Regions from separate parts of the Macaca mulatta genome. Here region 1 is linked to region 2. The links are chromatin contacts, called in public Hi-C maps. All regions are on one chromosome and are shown on one strand. The core of a region is the stretch at or near the end of the contact, and the rest is flanking DNA. Distances in the headings are between cores, read along the strand shown.

Region 1 (5,874 bases), core at 3,247-5,746, 1.3 Mb before region 2:
AAACATAGCTTGATAATGAGTAATGTATATTAAATAAGTAACCACATGCTCTTTAAAGATGTTTTCCTGTTTTTTATGGTAGTCCATTACTGTGTTCCATGTTAGGGTGCTCCACCAGAGTCCTTGCCTTGGTTACATCATCTCATCCCAATGCCAAGCCCATCTTTTCATTTGAAATTCATAGGCAGCACTTATAATAAGGGTCTTCATGTATCACAGAAGGAACACATGCTAGACCCAGATGGACGTGAGGCTGAGTCTGAACAATAAAACTTACTGGCAAGTTACAGAGTTTCTCTTGGCCTTGATTTTCTCATCTATTAGATGAGGATAAGTCTAAACAACCTAAATAACTTGACAGGGTTTGACGTCACACGAAATAACATATACAAAGTACCTGGCATTGAAAAATCATCAATAACATTCAATTCCCTTCTCTTATGGCATTTAAAACTTTCCGAGGAGTAAGTTCCCAAGGCTTATTTATAAATGTTGCCCAAATTTGTAGTGGGTTGTTACAGATCATTCTTATCCAGGAGATTTGAACATGTAAGTTTAACAACCCAATCATATCCAAGGAAATATTCAAAGGCAATTGATGCAGTTTCCACTGGGCCTTCTTAAAATTAGAGATAGATATTAAAATAAAGAAGCATAATCTATTCCTTATTGAAAATGTTTACATTTTGGGATACAAACCATATGTTCTTATTACTTGTTTTCTTATTTTTTTTGGTATGAATATATATACACTCCAGTTCAAGAAAATGAAGGGATTTTTGTCTTAATTTGGGCTGATGTAGTTTTATTTTTAATAATTAAATGCTGTCAGAAACAGGACCACCATTTGCAGAGCCCAGAATTAAACAAACACCATCTTGCAGAATGGTTAAGAACATGCATCAGGAACCACTTATACTAGAAATCACCTCTTATAATAGACAGGGGTAGTAGCTTACAATAATCTCCTATCTGATTTGAACTTATAAAATTGAGGAAGTTCAGTGGTGGCTTTATCATCTATTTGCTATGTAAAGTTTAGGAAAATATGCATAAAAATGAAAAATGCAAGTTAATGTAATGTTTCATTTTTCAATTGTGGTTTTAATTATTACTGGGAGCCTGTTTTTATCAGAGAAAAGCATGAGAAGAGATTTACATTTATCAATAATTTAAAGGAGCTGCTCTGTAGTAAAAAATGACTGGGCACATCTTCAATAGAATTCTTTAACTCTATTGTGGCAAATTTAGAAATAGTTTGAAATGATGGCATAAAACCAAAAATCAAGGTTCGTTCTGCTCTTTGGAGTATCAGGTACCACATACACCACAAGGCCCTGCCTAACTCAGAAGATCATCTCCATTAGTCCAACACAGAGGCCTACATGTTTGTTGTGTCTTCAGAAATACCTCACTAAAATGTATTCAAATTACTTTGGTGATGAGATCAATTAGCAATTGTCATGAAATCATTTACTGGATTAGCTAGTCACTACTTAGATTAGAACCCTGAGAAAATAAAGTATGGGCAGTTTAGTTTTGTTGGGAGTAAGGGGGATTGTGGGAAGTTCCTAGCATGAAGTATTTATAAGGAAGAAGGAAGAAGGAGCTGAAAAAGGAAGTGAGAGACAGGGAAAAGGAAGCAGGAGCATCCTGGAGTCTTATAGGATCAACTGGCTGTAATCTTTTGAAAGACAGGAAATATGGTGGGTTCACCATTGTATGCAGGTTAAATATCACAGCACCTTGAACATAGCAGGTGCACAAAAATATTTATTGAACAAATGAAAGAACGTATGTTCTAAAATGAGGGCTGGTATCAATTCTGAAAGGGGAGGAAGGAGAGCATTCCAAACTAAATTTACATCGCTAAGTTTTCCTAACCCTGACCCTGCTGAAGTTTGTAGAGCCATGGGTATAAATATAAGAGGTTGTGGAATTTCCTTCTGTAAGACTTTTAAAAATGATATAGACTCTTACATATCTGGAAGTGTTCCTATGAAAACCAGGAGAATGATCTGACTAAGCTGAATAGACTCTGGTTCTTTCTTTGGGCTTGGTTTGTTTTTGTTTTTCAATTTCAAGAGATTCAGTGCAAAATTATATATTGCCATCCTTACTACCATGCAAATAACAATAATAATTTATTGAGTTTACTGTATACCAGACAACTTGCTGAGTGTGGAATCTCCACTAATGAATTGTCTCATTTTTGTTAACTCTGAGGATTTTGCCAGGTATTATACAATCCTCCTGCAGATGGCACTCTTCTCCTGCAGAATTGTCACCTCTTGCTCTCTGGGCTTGAGCCTTACACTGAGATAGGGGTGAGAAATGAGTGATTTTAAGGTTGATACACTATGATTAAAAAAAAATTATCTATGTATGAATTGAAATTCCTAAATATGAATAATTCAGCCCACTAGAAATTTAAAGAGTTTTTAAAATACAAAACTTAGTAATTAAGTTCACATAATTTTTCAATGGTTTTGCAGCTTTGCCTTTATCTTTATCATAATGGAACATAATTTGCTGTTCTATTTTCCTCAGGAAAACTGAAACAAAGAATGTTTTCTTGACAGGCAAGCTTCAGCTCAGAAAATGGATAAATAGCTCTTCTCCTCCCCTGTGCTTCACTTTGAACTTCCCTCTCTACCTAATCTCTGGCTCATCTTTCCTCTTTTGGAGGGCTCAGGGTGATTGAGGCTGGGGAGATGAATAGCTGGTGAAATCTGACTGGTTCCTGGGCAGGCCACTGTTCATCAGGCTCACCTGGTCCAGCTGGGACTCAGCTTTTCCTTCCACAGTGTGGCCACAGCTAGCGCTGAGTACAGACCGTCAGAAACCTGCAGGTATAGATAGATAAAGCAGAATTAACAACACGCCCAGAAATAGCAATTTCATTATTACTATCCCATGATATTTACAAAGACACTGTTTTGTGCTTGCATAGCTTTCTTTATGCTTCTGGGCAAATGTGTAAAACACTTTTAGCTCTTATGTGGCTCTGGCAAGTCAATATGTCACATCCAGTGATAGCATCTAGTTGTCTGGCACACATGTGAAACATTTAGAATTATACAGCTCAGAGCTCTGGAATTGGTGTCAACTATGTTATCAGACCCCTTGGTATAGCGCTGTAAGGCACTGCTGCTTAGAGTATGATCTATTTATTGATCATCTGCTTTTGAATCACTAGGATGTATGTTAAGAACAACAAAAATAAAACAAAATCTTAGACCTGCCTTTTCCCAGCTACATAACCAGACTCTGAAGGATTTAAAAGAAACTAGTCATTCTTGCCCTCACTGAAGTTTCAGAACCATGAGAAACCAGTGCTTTCAGGAGCTAGCGGTTCCCTGAGCACAAATTAAAAGTCTGATTTTAGTACTGGCCTCCAACTACTATCCTTTTCCACTTGGGGATATCGTTAGTGATCTCCCACTCTCTTTATTCTCAATTAATTAAAGCTTATCCCCAGAGTCTTTATTCAGTAAAGATGATCTGAGAATCCCCCTAAGTTTAGTGCATTTTAATAAGGTCTCCGCTGCTTACTTAAGGGAACTCTGAATTCTAGCGTGCTTCTTTCTTCTGGATTAAGGGCTGACACAGTCGGGACCTTTTGTGTAACTTTGTCCTTCTCCTACCCCCATCTGTCTGGTCTGTTCTGGCCACCTTCTTTTCCTTCTTACTAGCAAGCAATGATTGTTTAGGATTTTATCCAGTGTCCTTCCTCAGAGGAGAATTCCTCAAATCCTCCCGGAAGAGGTGGTTGAGCAGTCAGAGCACTTACTGCCCTACTCCCTAACTTGTTTCCTGTCATCTTGAAAGTAGTTCCCATCTTGTGTGAATCCCTGGTAGCAAGCCTAGTGCCTTGCAAATAGTAAATGCTCAGTAAATGTGCATTGACTCACTGGAGGATTAATAAAAGCACCCTTCGCTTCTGTTCTTGTACAAAATTATAAACCAAATGTTAATAAGTGAGCTCCTTGAGCATACACCCATGGCTTTTTCATCTGTTAACATGAACAAATGAACTTGTGAAAGAAAATGTTCTTTTCCATGTACAATTAAAATGTTATTTCCATATACAAACTTGAGACACCGTGAACACTAAGGATAGGGGCCATATTTCATTCATGTTCATACCTCCAGCTCTTAGCACAGTATGCAGCACATAATAGCACTTGCTAAATGTTTGCTGAAATAAAATTTAAGAAGCTACCCACGAATCACTCTGTGTTACCTCATACAGTACAGGAGAAAAGACAGTCTCACTTTTACATATGTGCCTGGGACATTCTCACAAGCAGAGAGTTAGAGGACTTGTCATAGGTGCTACAGCTATTTAGAGGTGGATGCCAGACTAGAAATCAGGGCTGTTCAGGTTTAGAGGAGTCATGCCTCAGCAGGAACAGGTGGAAAAACCATCTCTTTTTGAGCAGGCTGTGATGCAACCTCTCGTTGGTAGGGGGCAATACTGGCACACGATATACATGAAAAGGTAGCCTTTCAGAAGAGGAGACTTGAGCAAGTTTAGGGTGTCCTTTGGAATCAACTGATAGAACCACGACCAGTGTAACAGCAACCACAACCAGCACCAGAGCCAGAACTAGCACCACAACCACCACCAATATTAATTGCCATTTATTTCGTGATTGGTGAATGGCAGCACTGATTTTTTAGAACCAAAGTCTTCTGATTTTTAGTTTGATGTGGTTTTTGTTGCACCATGCTATTTTTTTAATAGAGCTTTTTGTTTGTTAAAAAGTTATATATTTTCCTTGTAAGAATGGTACATTATCCTTACAAAAAATTAAACTTAGAGACATGGATGTTTAAGAAGGTTAAAAATTTTTATTCCAGCCACTTCCCATATACAAATAATGTTTTTAAAAATAGTTTTTCCTATGCATAAACTAATATCTATTTCTTTCATAGAAATTAAAACATTATAGATATGGCTTAATGCTTTAGGCAGAGTGGACCTAGACTTGCTGAATGAACTAACTGGACTAATATGTTATCTTATGTGTGGCTTTTTTGGACTATTGTATGTGGGTTAGTTTAAATGTTGGTCCTACAGCTCCTAACAATTATTTTTCTCCTATGTTTTTCAAGATTAGTATTATTGTTATGTTAGTCCTTTTAATTTGTAACACATGGTGTGATTCAAACCACTGAGTCTTAGCATCTGTCAATGATAAGATCATTCTTTTTAGTGATAGAAGGATGGTTGCCAATAATGTGGCAGAATTTGGCTTTTCATTGTTATATTATTAATGACTGCACCGGAGAAATTATGGGAAATACATTTTTTCTACTTAAGCTTCAGCCAGTTTTCTGAAGTCTCTTTTAAATTTTCACATCAAATTAAACCTAAGGAGATCTTAGATTTTCCAAAATAAAATTTTTCTGTATCTCCAAAGTTAGAATTTCAAATTATTTATGTAGGACCAGTGAAAGTGATCTTCTCACTCCTTAAAATGTGGAGGTTGTATGTTGCAATTATAATGATGGGAAAGGGTAGTCTGGGTTAAGCAGAAAATGGTATCTAGTAGATCTTATCTCAGAAGTACCCTGGCCAAAAGGCAGTCACTTGTTTTCTTGGATACTGTCCTTGATGCTGCTGATTTAAGGGTCTGGTTCATTTTTTTTTTGGAACTCTTTCTCTTACTCTACTTAGAACTATTTATTTTTTATTTCACTTCTTTTAACTATAATTTTTGTGTCATTTTTTCCTGGTGTATATTATATCTCTATATATTTACTGTATCAAAATATTAGCATTGTTTTAAATATATTATCTACACATGCAGCATATTATTATGATAGTACTTATTTGTAATTTAGAAATAATAAATATACATTTGT
Region 2 (6,178 bases), core at 1,841-4,340:
AGAGTGATTTCAAAGTAGTTTATGTACCATTTTAGCCCATAAATTTCTACAGGAAAAAAAATAATTTGTAGATTTTCTTTATCCCCTATTAATGATTGTCATTTAGGACATTTATATTACCAAGCAAAATGTGTACCACTTAAATTACTAGAAAACTCTCCAAGTAAGAACTTTGATTTAATCTTACTTATATTGTTTTGTTATGTCAGTTATTTAACTCATAATAAGAAGGGTAGGTCAGATTCATAAAATGTGAGAAATTCTGATATTTAAGGATCTTTATCTGAAAGCAGTAGGAAAAACATTAATTAGAGGTTAAAAAAGTAAAACTGAAATGAAGCATCTGTTGGCCAGTTTCTCAATAAATCACTCCCTTCTCAGATGTATAAAATCGTCGCTGTTTTCTAGCTTGAGACTTAAAAAGGTCAAGCTGTTCCACCCTGAACTTAAGTATCAAAAACATTATTTTATACAAACTGGAGTCAAGGTTTTAGTACCTCAAAAGAAACATAGTTTAAATGGTCTCTATATCTAATAAGAGAAAGGCCAGGCACAAGAAAAATGCCTTCCATTTAGAGTTTATTTTCTAAATGTCCACATTCTGGAGTAGAGGCTTATATATTTACAATATGTAAGGTAATTTTTTAATGCTTTGCATGGACAGATGACTTTTCCTGAAAGATAAACTTCCAATGCTCTAAATAACAGCAAAAGAAAGCACTAAGGAGTGTTCTGTTCAACAGATTAATGAAATTATGTTCTTAAACACCATTCCTCACACACCATATTGCATTTATCAGTCTGTAGTTTCTAAGGGACCGCATGACTCTCTTATGGCTACTTTTCTTTATTAACTGGAAGTTGTTTACAACCATGCCTCTTCTGCCCTTTACTTTTCTTCTTTCTTCTACTCGGAATTAACTTACGTTTCTGGCCACTATTCTTCAAACCTGAGGTTTATTTTCCAGATGTTTGAGACATTATTTTCACATTTCTAATTCTTCCACCCATTCTTTAAAGAAGTATTAGGGGACAGTGTGTCCATGCTTTTTTTTTTTTTTTTTTTTTGTGTGTGTGTGTGTGTGTGTGTGTGTGTGTGTGTGTGTGGAGAGAGAGAGAGAGAGAAAGAAGTGAATCTAGTATTCAGTGGAGCAATCAGTTATAAGACAATTGGTAGCTCAGTACAGCTGCAGATTCTTATATACAGACATGTAAGAGAGCCCTCATTGCACTAAGCCTTGATCATTAGGAGTCACCCTTAGCTGAAGTACATAAAATTGCACATAGCCAAAGTACGTAAAACTGCACTTCAAGAAGCTTTCTTTGAAAAGTCAGTAGCTAACCTGAAAACTAAGGAATTCCCCCACTTTCTCTCAAAATATGGGGATTTGACAGCCCTTCCTTCTGTGAATTTCAGCTTAGTTCTAGGCAGCAATTCAGAACTTGCATGGGGTACTGACCAGAAAAGAGAAGGAAACACACACACACACACACACACACACACACACAGGGGCGGGAGGGGGAGAGAGAGAGAGGGAGAACAAGGAAGAAAATGAACTTCATGGGAAAGTCCTTGCACTTGTTTCTCCTCAGGAAAATCCTCCCCTGGCCTCCTGGGACTGCAGTCACCAGGCTGTCCAAGCCTCCATACTCCACTGAGTTCCAGAGAAGGGTCTCAAAGCTGGGAGAGGATCAAACTAACATGGTAAGCTGCTTTTTGCCAACTCCCCAAATACATTATTTCAACAACAACAACAAGGAAAAACAACACCAAGGAGGCTATCTCCTTAAGTTGTGGTTGTACCTCCTCCACTTTAGCCAGCTGCACAATCCGATTTATCCTAATGCTGACAGATTGCCCACTTCAAAGTAGTGGTGGTGTGGGTGGGGCTGAAGAAGTTGAGAAACAATCTATACCACTCAAAGGCCTTTCTTCCCTTAGGAGTAGAGAATTGAACTGTGAAAAAGAAGCCCGAGATCCCCCAGCGAAATGGTGTTGCAGCCCCGTTGAAGGAGTCAACTTGCAGGCTGTTAAAGACCTCAAGTCATTAGCATCAGCTGCTGCACTAAAGGGGCAAGTCAGCGCCTCTAAGTGGCTTAGCGCACAAACGAGGCTCCCGAGACGGCCTTGGCAACTCCATCCCCTCCTCCACCACCCGCTGGATGCGAAAAGCTTTCCGGAGCCCATCTTGATAATCATTTTTATTTTGAATCACCCTTGCCTCGCAACCCCAAGACCTCAGAGTGCCAACAGCACCCATTATAGGACTCCCTCTGGGGCTGTGCAGATTCTGCACGAAGCAGAGGGCAAAAAAAAAACACAAACAAACAAACAAAAAAACCAGGAACTGTTTGAGTCCACTAACCTGCGCTCTTCCCACCAACCTCCGGCACCCCACCTCCGCCCACGTACCCGTGTCCTGGGACTGGGAGGTACCGTTATGTCCCCTTCCGAGGTCTGGTGACATTCTCACTCCAACCTCATCTCCCGAGCCATGGGAAGGCTGAGTCAAGTTCTTACCAAAGCGCATCCTTTCTGAATTTTGCAGGGGGAAGCTTGGTAGTGTTGGTGCTCCTGAAGAGAGACGACGCCCCTTTATCAACCTCAGGCAACTAGCGGCGCAAATCAGCGGTGGCTCCAGGGCTAGAGTATCCCTGGGGCTAACCGCACCCCTCTCCCTTTCACGGAACGTGGACTCCGGGGAAATACGCTCGGGGTCCGCACGCGCTGGGTGTCCAGCTCTCTGTCATAGCTTCTCCAAGTGCCTAGTGAAACGGGGAAAGGCCCTCTCCAATCCTTTTGGTACCTTCCTTTCCAATCCTGAAACGATTTTCCCCTCCTAGCCGTCCCAGAGGGCCCGAGCTTTAGGAAGAGGCGGGCCGGGACGCTCTCTGAGAGGCGTTGCCACCCGGGGTAGGCGCTCATGATCTGCGGGGCGCGGGCAGGCCGGGGGAAAAAGCTGCGAGGCAGGCGGCGCCGGAGGGAGCTCCTGGCCCAGCAAAGAGTTAAAGGGAGGGGACGTGGGCTGTCACGCGTCATTGGGCAGATTATGTGCAGCAAACAAAAAGTGTGTGTCTGCGTGCCAGTCAGTCACTGCATCGGGTCCATCTGTACAACTCTCTCCGTTTCTCCGTCTCCCTCTCTCTCTCTCTCTCCCTGCCTCCCTCCACCCCCCAATCTTTTTCTCCCCATCTCTCCATCTCTCTCTTATCTCTTTAGGAAAAGCCTAAAAGACGGCAACACCAACACCTCTTGACATGGAAATACACTGATACAATAGGCAAAAAGAAACACTCGATTGCATCTTCCGGGTTCCAGGTGGCCTTATTTGGTAGAGTCTATACTGACCTTATTCCTGGTAAGTCTATTTGCATTGATGTGGGAGGGGGATGGGAGGAAGGCAGTTTGGTGGAAAGAGTAGAAAATTTTGTCTTCCGTCTCCTTATTATCCAGAAGAGAGAGAAAAATAATTCTTGAGGGGCTCTCTACTGCCAGGAATATTGTACAAAAGGAGGAGCGGGTGGGGAGCACTTTGCCGGAGAAGCCAGGGACTGGGGAGCGCGCGGCCGCCAGACAATGCCTGACTAGAGGGACGGGCTAGCGGCGGGCAGCAGCGACCGGCTTTCAGAAAGCCCCGCCGGCTCTGGGGCATATTCCCAGGGCAGGCGGATAAGAACCTGGGCCCAGAGCGGGGCACGGAGCTGTGAAACGTTGGGTGGCAAAGGCGACCGCACGCGGGCGGGCGCTCCTAGGCTCTTGCCCAGCAGTTATTGTGATGGGCTTGAGGCTCGTGGCGGCTGGCGCGGCGACTCCGACCGCTATTAGCGCGGCGGAGTGAGGACCTTTTCACCGTATTGTTAGGTAGAACTGCATTTTAATGACTGTGTCCCTGCTGTTGCCCGAAGTGACGGGGGCGACCTCCCAGCACAATGAAATGCTTGTGTGAAAGAGATTTTTAAAAGGAAGAGAGAAATTGGGGCATAAAACGCTGAATTGAAGGAAATTGAAAAGAGGAGAATAGGATTCCGTTGAAAATGAGATGAGAGGTTATGGGTTTTTTAAAATGTATTTTAATTTGAAATGAAAAATCAGGATGTCTACCTTGTATGGGGTAAAAATGTCCAGGGATAGATGATGTAGAATAATAAAGTTTCTTCTTTATGGATATTTTCCCTTATTTCTGCTGTCTGGTAGATACAGCCCAACACTTGACATTTGGGGGATGCAAGAGGATGAATGGAAAATGAGACGAACCAAAGTTTTAGGCTATGTTAGCTGGAATGGGGGGGAAAAAGCACACCTTGTAGTCACACGTGTAAGGTTAATTGGTTAATATAAATTAAAATAAAAACAGACGTCACTGATATTATTCCATAATGAACAGCTTTGCAGGAAAAGAATTAGATCTACTCTTTCCTGTTACTTTAATTATACAAAACATACATAAATAATTGCCAACGGTGACATTATCAGGGAACAACAAACTTGGAGGAATCTTTTGATTAGTTTGAAATACTAAGCAATGCAGCTAGTCCAAAGCTAGTTAAAAAAATTTAAGCACCTGTTTCTTTTTTTCTTTTTTCTTTTTTTTAATGATAAGTCTTGTATGGGGTGTCCAGAGGAAGGAAAATGTCCCTTTATGACAGCTTAATAGAGAACCCTCCATTGGGGCATTACTTTCTAAATTGCTGTGGATTAAACAGCTGGAGAGCCCACTGAGGAGTGCTCAAGGAGGGCTGCCCCCTCTTGCCCAAAAAGGGTCATATGGGGTAGGGGGAGTGAAAATTTACCAGTCATTACACACAGTATTTCAGACTGGGGACACTTTAGGCCTGTCCTGTACCTGCTCACTTCATGAGCTACATGTGACTCAATCCACCCCCTTGTATAACAAGGTAACCGGGATTCACTCTCATCCATAAATAAGCATGTCCAGAAAAAAAAATTACCTCTGCTTGCTGCTTTTAATTAAAGCCTCAGAGGAACAGTGTTGGATTATGGTAATGAGCAGACATACGTCCCTTCTTGTAGGCTGCAGAGAAAGGTTGGCTGACACAGAATTAGTGGCCCTGACACTCCACTTGAAATCCATTCGCCATGCTCCGCTGTCTCCGCCTGCTCACTAACGCTGCTCCCCTCTTTGGAAGAAAAGGAAAAAATCAGCTCCCGGGCACCCAGTTCAATACATAGGCAGAGGCACTTTTCCCCAAGGGTTAGAAGTTTCTTTCAGTAAGGGAAGTCTATAGGCTGGTTAAAATATATGTGCGTGTGTGTGTATAATATATAAATATATATATAATATATAAATATAATATATATATAATATATATTCTGCCTTGAACTTCACCTCCAAAACCTACCCAATCCAACATCAAGGTAATGCAAAAATGATCTAGTCTTTCCAGCCCTTTCTTTTCTTTCTTCTAAGCAGTCAGCTCCAGATTTCCCACTATTCTAATTATTTTAACAAGTATCTCTTAGTTTTCATCTTTAAAATATGCCATGTTTATCTCCTATAATTTTGAAATAAGAGCTATGCAAAAATCAGGCAGGTGCAAGGAAAATCTGCCTAGTATTTGAACAGTTCTGCCTAGGTTAATGGCAGTAGAAGCAGTATTGTAACTCACTTTCTTGTGCTGTGTGTCTATCTCCAGTGATGGAGGATACAGGCATCCAGCGAGGCATCTGGGATGGAGATGCCAAGGCTGTCCAACAATGTCTGACAGATATTTTTACCAGCGTTTACACCACCTGCGACATCCCTGAGAATGCTATATTTGGTCCCTGTGTCCTGAGCCATACTTCCCTATATGACAGCATAGCTTTCATAGCTCTCAAGTCTACTGACAAGAGAACAGTACCTTATATCTTTCGGGTAAGTCTCCACTGGAGCTGTGTAGGTGTATGAGGGTAATGTCCTGTTGGAAATGGACTAAAAATAATTCTAATGACAAGTGGAGATAGGTTTTGCCTGTGGAAAATGCAATAAAGCAAGCAATCCATTTCACACATCAAAAATTAGAAAAGGAAAATTAAACTCAAATTATTGTCAACTGATTTTTTGCAATAAATGACAAAATTTGATTTGGAATGTTAGAAATATCTAAATCAGTGCTTCAGTTCTGGTTTATCTGGTTTATCCTAAACTCTGGGAGATTTCACTGGGGCGGAGGCTAT

Evidence for each region. A called contact is a pair of places that touch in the nucleus more often than the background predicts.
Region 1: a Hi-C map of fetal cortical plate shows a contact between it and region 2, with 4 times the contacts expected there. The contact joins the enhancer-like site here to the promoter of PRDM8 in region 2. A contact is called at or near these places in 5 of 14 Hi-C or Micro-C datasets (fetal cortex germinal zone, fetal cortical plate, fibroblasts and 2 more).

The regions. Positions count from the first base shown.
Region 1 is chr5:54,884,588-54,890,461 of T2T-MMU8v2.0, reverse strand. No RefSeq gene overlaps it. Among named protein-coding and RNA genes, the nearest start is that of PAQR3, 14 kb to the left of the region's middle. Within about 2 kb of position 4,496, at least 1 of the 40 cell types and tissues checked has an H3K27ac peak or open chromatin away from gene starts, as enhancers often do. A contact at or near this core is called in fetal cortical plate, where this site is marked.
Region 2 is chr5:53,603,811-53,609,988 of T2T-MMU8v2.0, reverse strand. PRDM8 (PR/SET domain 8) reads left to right here and starts at 3,090. Exons shown (of 5, transcript XM_078002643.1): 1 at 3,090-3,359; 2 at 5,656-5,876. The coding sequence starts at 5,658. It overlaps LOC144340976, which reads left to right. Exons shown (of 4, transcript XM_078002644.1): 3 at 1,594-1,705; 4 at 1,943-2,218. The coding sequence ends at 1,948.